3 separate regions of the Zea mays genome follow, and all the other regions are linked to region 3. A link is a contact called in public Hi-C data. All regions are on one chromosome and are shown on one strand. Each heading gives the region's core, a stretch centred on a gene start, on an enhancer-like site or on the middle of the called end of the contact. The rest is flanking DNA. Distances are from core to core; before and after follow the strand shown. Region 1 holds the start of LOC100283552. Region 2 holds the start of LOC103638000 (probable pre-mRNA-splicing factor ATP-dependent RNA helicase DEAH4). Region 3 holds the start of LOC100281708 (Cystathionine beta-lyase chloroplastic).

Region 1 (2,951 bases), core at 369-2,868, 310 kb after region 3:
CCGCAATATGATGCGATCTTGGAAGTGATACTGATATGCGCTCTGCTTGGGTTTCTCTAACAAATTTTAGAGTCCCGCTCTCCCTCCCTCCGTTCCAAAATATAATTTGTTTTAGATTAATTACACATTCATTAAGTAACATATGAATATAATTTGTATGTATATTCATTATCATTTGAATGAATGTGGACAAAAAAAAGTGGGCTAGAAGGAACTATATTTTTGATCGTAGAGAGTAGAAAATAATTTGACATCATGAATCCTGAACTATTTATAAATCACCTTAATCATTTCTATATTTTCCTTTTCTATTATATTTCCTTATTTGGATGTTTTTTTTCAATTGTGAATAGACAAGGGGTTGAGCCAGAAAGATATTGGAGAGCAGTTTTTTCATCTTGTCAAAAAAAATCTAGATTACAATTACAACAATTACAAGTAACTTTCAGAAACTCTTGGAGATACATAAGAACTCTTCCAACCCAAAAAAGAGTATAATTCTCAATGCTTGCAAAGTCGAACAATTTAATTTTTGATTAAATGTATATAAATAATTAGTAACATTTATAATGCCAAATAGATATTATTAGATTATCTATGAAATATATTTTTACTGTAAAATATACTTGGAAACATAAATATATATGCCATTTTTTATAGACACGGTCAAACTTAAGAAAGTTTGACTCATTTTAATTTAAAGTTGTATTTTCGTATAGTACGATACAATCTCATGCCAACACTCGTCGACATTCGAGGAACGACTCAATTCAAATCGGGTTCACTGCAGCAACAAGAGTAAAGAAAATCAGCGCTGCTACGGGTACAACTTCGTCATCTGATAGCTCATAATTAATTCATAGTTCACAATAAGAAGCAACATGAACCATTTCTGAAAGAGAAATTAGTATGAGCTATGGCGCTGCAATGTCTAGTCATGATTTTGCCACCTGCCCACCTAGGAGATTTGCTAGAGTGACTGAATGAGATCTCAAACCACTATTTCCGGATCTGAGAATAATAATGGGAGGTGGATCAAGCAATGGATATTCTGTTTTGAAGGTTAGGATGCTAAGATGGATGGCCATGATGATGGATTATTTCGGTTTGGTATAATAAATGGGAGATGACAAATATAAAAAGCTGTTGGCAGAGTGTTTTTTCCCGTACTAATAGCTTTCATTGTTTTAGATATCGTTTGTTACCCAGCCGGTTTAAAACTTACCATATTTTAAGTATAACTATTCAGTGACCATCTTAATATGGTGTGGACATTTAAATATGATAATAATATAAAACAGTCATAAACAAAATCATTTCTGTAACTTTTATTTAAAAAAATTCAATAAGGTCTAGTTAGGGAATTCCATTTTTGCAAGAGATAGAAAATGAACTAATTTTTCTTAGAAAAAAGGAAATCCTTTGGAGATATGATCTTTCCAAAATAGCCCTAAACAGATTCTTTCATTTTCATTATCAGGAAACAATTCAGCCTGGAATTGGTTTATATCTAAATAGCTGTTAGTTGATTTATTTCTCCTTATGATCTCGAGCGCGGCCCAATTCCGGCCTTTTATGGCTCAAGGCTAGGTAGCCGGGTGCTTTCCTTCGTCAGTTCCGGGCTTCCGGCCTTCTATGGAGAAGCTTCCTTCAGTGAGTCCTCCCTTTCCGTTTAAGGCAGCAAGCAGGAGCAGACAGGAGGCGCCGAGAGCCCAGCGTCGGAGATCTCCGCCGCCATGGAGACGCTGGCCAGCGCCATGCGGCGCGAGAACCGCCGGTCCAAGGCCCCGCCCTCCTCCTCTGCTTCCTCCGCCCTCGCCTCGGGCAGGGTCCCTCTCGTCATGGCCTTCCTCTCCTGCCTCGCCTGGCTCTACGTCGCCGGCCGGTACGCCCCCCCTGCCCGCTCAGATCCCTGACACTTTGATCCAGCACCCGATAGGGAGTCGTGATCTTATTCCTGGCTCCGTCTCAGTTTGTGGCAGGACGCGCAGACCCGGGCGATCCTGTCCGGCCTCCTCGAGAAGAGCTCTACCAGCGTGCGAATCTCCTCTCCCCTCCTCACTCCCCCTACTCGCATTTTTAATTCTTCTCTTGATTCGGCCTGACGCTGGCACCTGGTTGCAGGTCCCGAAGGTGCTCTCGGTGGAGGACAAGCTTAGGAACCTTGGGTGCAAGTGAGTTTTCAGTTATTCGTAAGTGAATTTGAGTTGCTGTGTTAATTTATGCTTTGCTGACTCGAAATGCTGTGGTGGCAGGGCGATTGGAAGGAAAATTGTTGAGGCGGAGATGGACCTGACCAAGGCCAAGAGCGAGGGGTACCTGTGGGGGAACAGGACTGCAGCTGTGGACTCCGACAAGAAGCAGCAGCTTCTTGCCGTCATTGGAGTTTACACTGGGTTTGGCTCCCGTCTCAAGAGGAACGTCTTCCGTGGCTCCTGGATGCCAAGAGGTTTGCTGCTCTTATTCTAATTTCGCTAATTCTTAGTGATATAAATAATTTCTGTTGACAACACCACGTAGTGGAAGAGATTGCTCATGATACAAAACTTTTGTGAATATGAGAGTGGTCGATGAAGGGACAGCATAATTTTTTGTTTTAAAACGCTGGATAAATATGGAGTAGCTAAAATTGTTTTGTGTAAACAAGGATTTTTTTCCAACCCATGAGTATAACACTTTTCTTCTATTTCACTGTAAATTGCAGGTGATGCTCTGAAGAAGCTTGAGGAAAAGGGTGTAGCTATTCGTTTTGTTATTGGTCGGAGGTTTTGTTCTGGATCTATACCTTTGAGTTACTGCATCATTCTTAGTTCAGAATTTAACAATATCATTGTCATTCCCGTTTTCTATTATATTAGAAAAATATAATCCATTTTCCATCTCTCGTTTTATTGATTATGTATACCTTTTTGGACCTGCAGTGCAAATCGAGGTGATAGCTTGGACCGTAA
Region 2 (2,974 bases), core at 8-2,507, 270 kb after region 3:
GCTGCATGCTTAATCATGGAAATGAGGTGTCAACCACCAATTGGTTTTGTGTTATTTGATTTTTTAATTGTAAAACTTGAAAGGTTAATATCTACTAAATGATATATGTGTTTTGAATTTCGGGTTTTGTTGTAAATTTCAAGCTTTGATGTGAATTTCGGGCTTTGATATGAAATTTGAGCTCTATGTGAATTTCGGGTCAGAATTTGAAGTTTAGACTTTTTACAATTTCAGGCCGCTCGAAATGAGCCCGTCATGTTTAGCCAATAATGTGCTGGGTCGCGGGCTAAGCCCACTGGCTAACACGACACGACCCGTAATAATTACGAGCCGGGCTAGCATGAAATTCAATCGTGATGGGCTGAGCGGCCCGAATTTACACTTATAGATGTGGCAGCTCAGGACCTCCCCTTACTGATGACTTGAAAAGGACTCATGGAGGTCCGGGTTCCATAAGTGATTCTAGCTATTGTGGGAAAGCTGTGAGATGAGAGCTGGAGGTCCGGGTTCCATCAGTGAAATTCAATCTGATTCTAGTTGCGAGCTGAGAAAGCTACTACGATCCAACGTTTGTGGGAAAGCTAAAATATATTTAGTTGAAATAACTTTCAATTATAAGTTTTGTAAAAACATGATATGTTGGTAACATGGATGACAAGAATATGAAACATATAGGGTAAAATATGATTCTAAATTAACTTATTTAGTTTAGAATTTGACATTCCACCACTTTCAAAGTTCACATATAAGCCTATCTCAAATTCATGGGGTGGAGGATGAGAAATAATTTTATGCATTAGTAGAATTTGTTTCTACTCCGTAACTTACATGACACTCTTCATCTCACTCATCTATAGTAAAAATGTAGCACATAAATATCTCCGACATATTGCTAATAATAATATACAAATATATTTTGCATAAAACTGAATTAGCTTAATTGATATATGCCTAAACTAATATTATTAGAATGTAATTCAATTCCAATGATCCAAACGGGGCGTAAAGGAATATGTAGATTTCAGTAATCTATTATATTGTTGTAGCTGTTTGGTTGAGATTCTAGATTTTTAAAGCGAATTTGGTTTAAAATTGAACCAAACACATCTTTACTAAGATATATTTGGTCCACTGCCTAATTTTTATATCTAAAGTCAATTCTTCATTTCAAACAACTAAACTTAAATAAAGTGTGACACACTTAATCACGAACCAATCATGACTTAAAAATGTCTATTGTGCCTTGTGATGTGTGTGTCTGTGAATTCTCAATGGATCGTGACCCATGGGCAAAATTCCGACGCCCAAACAGTGAGCACCCAGCCCAATCAGAGGAGACACGCACGCACCAGCACCCTGGTGTGGCCGGTGCCCGGCGGCCAAACGCGATGCCATCTCCGTCTCCAGCCCCGCCGCCAGTGCTGCCGATCTCGGAGCACGAGGACGAGATAGTCGCCGCGGTGGACGCGAACCCAGTGGTGGTGGTCATCGGCGAGACTGGCTCCGGCAAGAGCACTCAGCTCTCCCAGATCCTCCACCGCCGCGGATACACCCGTCGGGGTGCCATCGCTGTCACCCAGCCCCGCCGCGTTGCTGCGGTTTCCGTTTCCAGGTTCTTCGTCTCATTATCTTTCTTGCTCTATCACATGCGCGAGGCACTTTTTTTTTCCGTTGGTCGCAGTTGGGCAGTTAGAAGGGATTGGGATTGGAACTGCCTTTACATTTTATGAAGGAGACTTTTCGTAGGGTTCAATTGACACCTAAATGGCCGGGAAAATATCCGAAACCTCATCGTGCTGTGAGTTGAGTGGAGCTCTTTGTTGAATAGCCCGTTGATTTTTTTACCGAAATTATCACCCAGAAATAAATAAAGCTTAGAAAGATCTATTGTCGAGGATTCATTAAGTAGTTCTTCTGGTTGACCAACTACTCTCGAATCTTGATTTTTCTGAATGGGTTTCTTCCTGGTTGATCAGCTATTCATTCTCAATTTAACTGCATGGGAACTTGTTTTAGTTCTTCTATTATTACTCACTGTTGGAAGTTATTTCAGTTACAATGTTGTATTGTTGTTAAAATACAAAACATGTATGTAACTGTTTTTATGAGTAAGATCATTTCTTTATTATTTCGCAGAAGAGTAGCTCAAGAGCTTGGTGTTCCACTTGGGGATGAAGTTGGTTATGCAATTCGATTTGAGGACAGAACTTCAGAAAGAACATGCATAAAGTAAGCCTCTGAAAAACTGGATAGCTTGAATTTCTTCTAATCTAGCTACAGTAACGTACCAAGTTCAATAACCACTGGAGGTGCGCTGATGCTAAATTCGTGGATTTAAATTCTTCACTTGTTTTTTTACAGATACCTCACAGACGGCATTCTTCTCCGTGAAAGCCTTTCAAATCCTGAGTTGAAGCAGTACTCAGTAATCATACTGGATGAAGCTCACGAGCGTAGCTTAAACACGTATGGTGATTTACTGATTTATATCTGAATTATTCTACCTAAGTGAATTCGAAACTAGCTTGGTAGCATGTTTTATATTTATGGCCACTATTTTCCAATTTGTTTACTTGACAATTGTGTCAACTACTATAATATGGACTCAAGTCTTAAAGTTTAAATGTATTAGTTTACCATAAGCATGTCATATACTCTGTTTTCTTGTTTGCTATACACTACCATAAGGCGAAAGGGCCTCTAGCCTAGCGGTTAAGGACTTCCGAGTAGCACCTCCAAGTCCTGTGTTCGATTCCTATCGGGAGCGAATTTTCAGGCTTGGTTAAAAAAATTCCCTCGCTGTGCCCCATCCGCTCTCGGGTTGCGATGTCCTGTGCGCCACCCTCCGGTTGGGCCGTTGCAGAGTGGACAGTTGACGCCGACCCGTTAATGATGGGGGGCCAGGGTTCGGGGATTTTCTCGGTCGAGACCATTGTTTCGGTCTCTTCTTATATGGAATACCGGGAGGGCGGTC
Region 3 (3,133 bases), core at 326-2,825:
TGTTGAATCTCTGGGAATCAACAAGAAATTTGAGACACGGGGTTATACTAGTTCGGGTTCGCACCCTACTCCAGTGTAGTGTTGATCGTGTTATTGCTTGGAGCGTGTTACAACTGGTGTGCTTGTATGTCAGAGAAGGAATGAGACCTACCCTTTTATAGCTCAAGGGCTAGTCCTTATAGAGGAGAGTTGTTGTCTATGAGAGAGAGAGAGAAAGAGTCCTTTAGCTGTCATGGCAGGCCCCTCCCTTGGTCATGCAAAGTAGTGCTCCCAGTATGGCGCCGCTCCTCTCTTCCGCTCCTGTGGAGGGTTCATGGTTGACATCCCTACGATGATGCGCGACATCAAAATATATCAATGGCCACTACTTACTCATATCAGACATCAAAATTTTGTCGTTGGTTCCATTTTAACTTGCAAGAACTTAATATGTATATATGGTCATACAATCACTTAAAATCAACTATAGTAGCCCTTAATGCGAACTTACTAAAACTTTAATAAAAATTCTGAAAAAATCACAATGTTAATCAAGGACTTAAACGTTCTAGCTGAGCATCTAACATTGTTCTATTCTATATCACCGTTGGGTAGAAATTGAATGGAACGAAAGATCTTATGTCATTGCAAATATTTGTCAGACTTAAGTGAAACATTCATCTAACTAAATCTTCACATCTGATCCAATTTAATTAGAAAACAGCTTAACTTAATACAACAGAAGTTTTAATCAACTTATACATTCAAGAAAACTGTGCTCAACTATTCTTAAACTTCTTCTCTAGTTAAAGAGAATATAGCTTAATTATGCCATGAAAAAAACAATATTATTGGGCATAATTCTCTTATACATAAAAAACAACAATACCTTAGCACATAAAGTATCGGATACACTTTAACCCAATAATTTTATTTGTCATATTATCCAAAAACTTAAAACTTAATTATCATGGAGAGTTTCATCATTAAAGTTGGTCAAAAGATGAAACACACCGGTCTAAAACATAATTTCTTAATAATATCTTTCAAGATAAAACATAGAATCTGATAACATAAAAAAACTTGAGTTAACAAGCATGGGGTGAGCTACTTATTCGTTACTATATATTTTCTAATTAAATATCCACGTTGGATTCAATTTAATCAGAAAATAATAAACTTACACTTAGCAACAGAAACTTGACTAAAATCTAAACTTAATGGCCGAGCTCGTGAAATGGCCGAGCCGAGCCCGACTCATTTCTAGCCCTAGTTAGGATCATGTGAGGCAACTACATGCGCGAGCGAGCAATCAGATCTTAACAACAGCAAACATCTTAAGAGCATATACAATAACTGTCTTGAATTGTGTCTTCAAGTGTATCTAAGTGAGTAAATGTAAAAAAAATCAAAACATGTATCTTAACAAAGACACTGTGTTTTAGCTCTATGTCCGAGACAGAAGACTAACTGATTAGTCAATTTAATTTATTAAATGCTCTGATTAATATAATTGATATAATAAAATATAAATTTTAGATATATTTAATATATTATATTGTATTTTAACCGTGTTTGTACATGCCCTAATCCCCGTTCACCGCACCCCACTCTTCGCGGCGCGTTGCAGGAACTTCCCGTATTCCCCACGCGTCCGAGCGCACAGCGTCACGGCGCTCAGGCCGTGGCTTACTGGCTTCCACCCACAGCCTTCGCACTTCCCTCCTTCCTCGCAAATGGCCGTCGCCGTCCCCAACGCTCCCGGCCGCCTCTTCCTTCTCCAATCCACCCCGTTCCCGAACCCTAGCAGCTCGGCATCCGCCGCTCGAGCCCAATCCTTCCGCGTACCACCCCTCCGCCTCTCGCTATTCCGACGCATGGCTGGGCGCTCGCTGACGGTGATCGCAGGCGCCTCCGGCGGCTCCGAACGAGATCTCAGCGCCTCCGCAGTCTCCGTGGAGGCCCTGGACTCCGTCGCCTCCGATTCTGGTGCGCTGCTCGGGGCTGTGGGATTGGGCTTATGTGGTGGTTTTGCTGAGTGCTGAGATGAGAACTGATAAATTGGGAATTTGTGGGCGCTGGTTTGGTTTTCTGGTGGTTGGTGGTGCAGACTTAGAGACGAAGGAGCCCAGTGTGTCGACGATGCTGACGAGCTTCGAGAACTCGTTCGACAAGTATGGGGCTCTGAGCACACCGCTGTACCAGACCGCCACCTTTAAGCAGGTAATTGGGAGTTTGGGACTACAGACGAATGCTACGCATTTTTTACCAAAATGGGGAACGAAAAGCTTCGAGCTTTTGCCCGTACAAATCTTAGGGGAAAAAACTCTACTGTTGTATGTTGAGGAAGAATTGTATGGACTAGGCCATTGATTGTGTGTTTGAAGTATTTCAAGTATACCTGCCAATAGTTAAGTGATGGTTTCTTTTTTTCTTAATCCCCTAGTTATATTTGAGATTGACTTGGTTGTCCTTTAGGTATTGAGATGGTATAATTATTTGACAAATTATATGAATTGTCCTATGTAGCCTTGATCATACTGATTTTCAATTATGTAAGTGTTTTAAAGTTTGGATATTGATTTTGTGGGATTGTGTGGCAATATACTTATTCAGTTTGAGGAACTAATACTCAGCTTATGGGAACTAATACTCAGTTTATAACTGTACTTAAGATATTTCATGGTTTGCTCTATTTGCTACTCTACAGTAGTGAGTAGTGACTTACTCCCAAAAGTTATTTTCCAGCCTTCAGCTACAGATTATGGAACTTATGATTACACTAGAAGTGGTAACCCTACTCGTGATGTTCTCCAGAGGTTAGTACACCAGTGCTTTTTCCTTGCTATTGTAGTGTAGAGAAATACATTATGGTTCTAATGAAGTTTAGCTCATGTTCAGCCTCATGGCTAAGCTTGAGAAAGCAGATCAAGCATTCTGCTTCACCAGCGGGATGGCGGCGTTAGCTGCAGTAACACACCTCCTTCAGGCTGGTAAGCACTTGACACATTCCTGTGCGCCCCATTTCTAATGCTTGGCATATAATCTTGTGTATGCTTATAAATTAATGGATCCAGCTTATGATTTCAGGACAAGAAATAGTTGCTGGTGAGGACATATATGGTGGTTCTGATCGTCTACTCTCGCAAGTTGT

Evidence for each region. A called contact is a pair of places that touch in the nucleus more often than the background predicts.
Region 1: a Hi-C map of leaf shows a contact between it and region 3, with 4 times the contacts expected there. The contact joins the promoter of LOC100283552 here to the promoter of LOC100281708 in region 3. A contact is called at or near these places in 2 of 25 Hi-C or Micro-C datasets (endosperm and leaf).
Region 2: a contact with region 3 is called in a Hi-C map of tassel, with 3 times the contacts expected there. The contact joins the promoter of LOC103638000 here to the promoter of LOC100281708 in region 3. A contact is called at or near these places in 4 of 25 Hi-C or Micro-C datasets (ear, leaf and tassel).

What each region holds. Positions count from the first base shown.
Region 1 is chr9:16,115,534-16,118,484 of Zm-B73-REFERENCE-NAM-5.0, reverse strand. It overlaps LOC100283552, which reads left to right and starts at 1,618. Exons shown (of 12, transcript NM_001156452.2): 1 at 1,618-1,885; 2 at 1,973-2,036; 3 at 2,125-2,174; 4 at 2,256-2,449; 5 at 2,705-2,765; 6 at 2,922-2,951. The coding sequence starts at 1,737.
Region 2 is chr9:16,154,234-16,157,207 of Zm-B73-REFERENCE-NAM-5.0, reverse strand. LOC103638000 (probable pre-mRNA-splicing factor ATP-dependent RNA helicase DEAH4) reads left to right here and starts at 1,257. Exons shown (of 16, transcript XM_008660997.3): 1 at 1,257-1,612; 2 at 2,137-2,229; 3 at 2,362-2,466. The coding sequence starts at 1,272.
Region 3 is chr9:16,423,351-16,426,483 of Zm-B73-REFERENCE-NAM-5.0, reverse strand. It overlaps LOC100281708 (Cystathionine beta-lyase chloroplastic), which reads left to right and starts at 1,575. Exons shown (of 12, transcript NM_001154628.3): 1 at 1,575-1,968; 2 at 2,090-2,202; 3 at 2,728-2,798; 4 at 2,881-2,972; 5 at 3,070-3,133. The coding sequence starts at 1,716.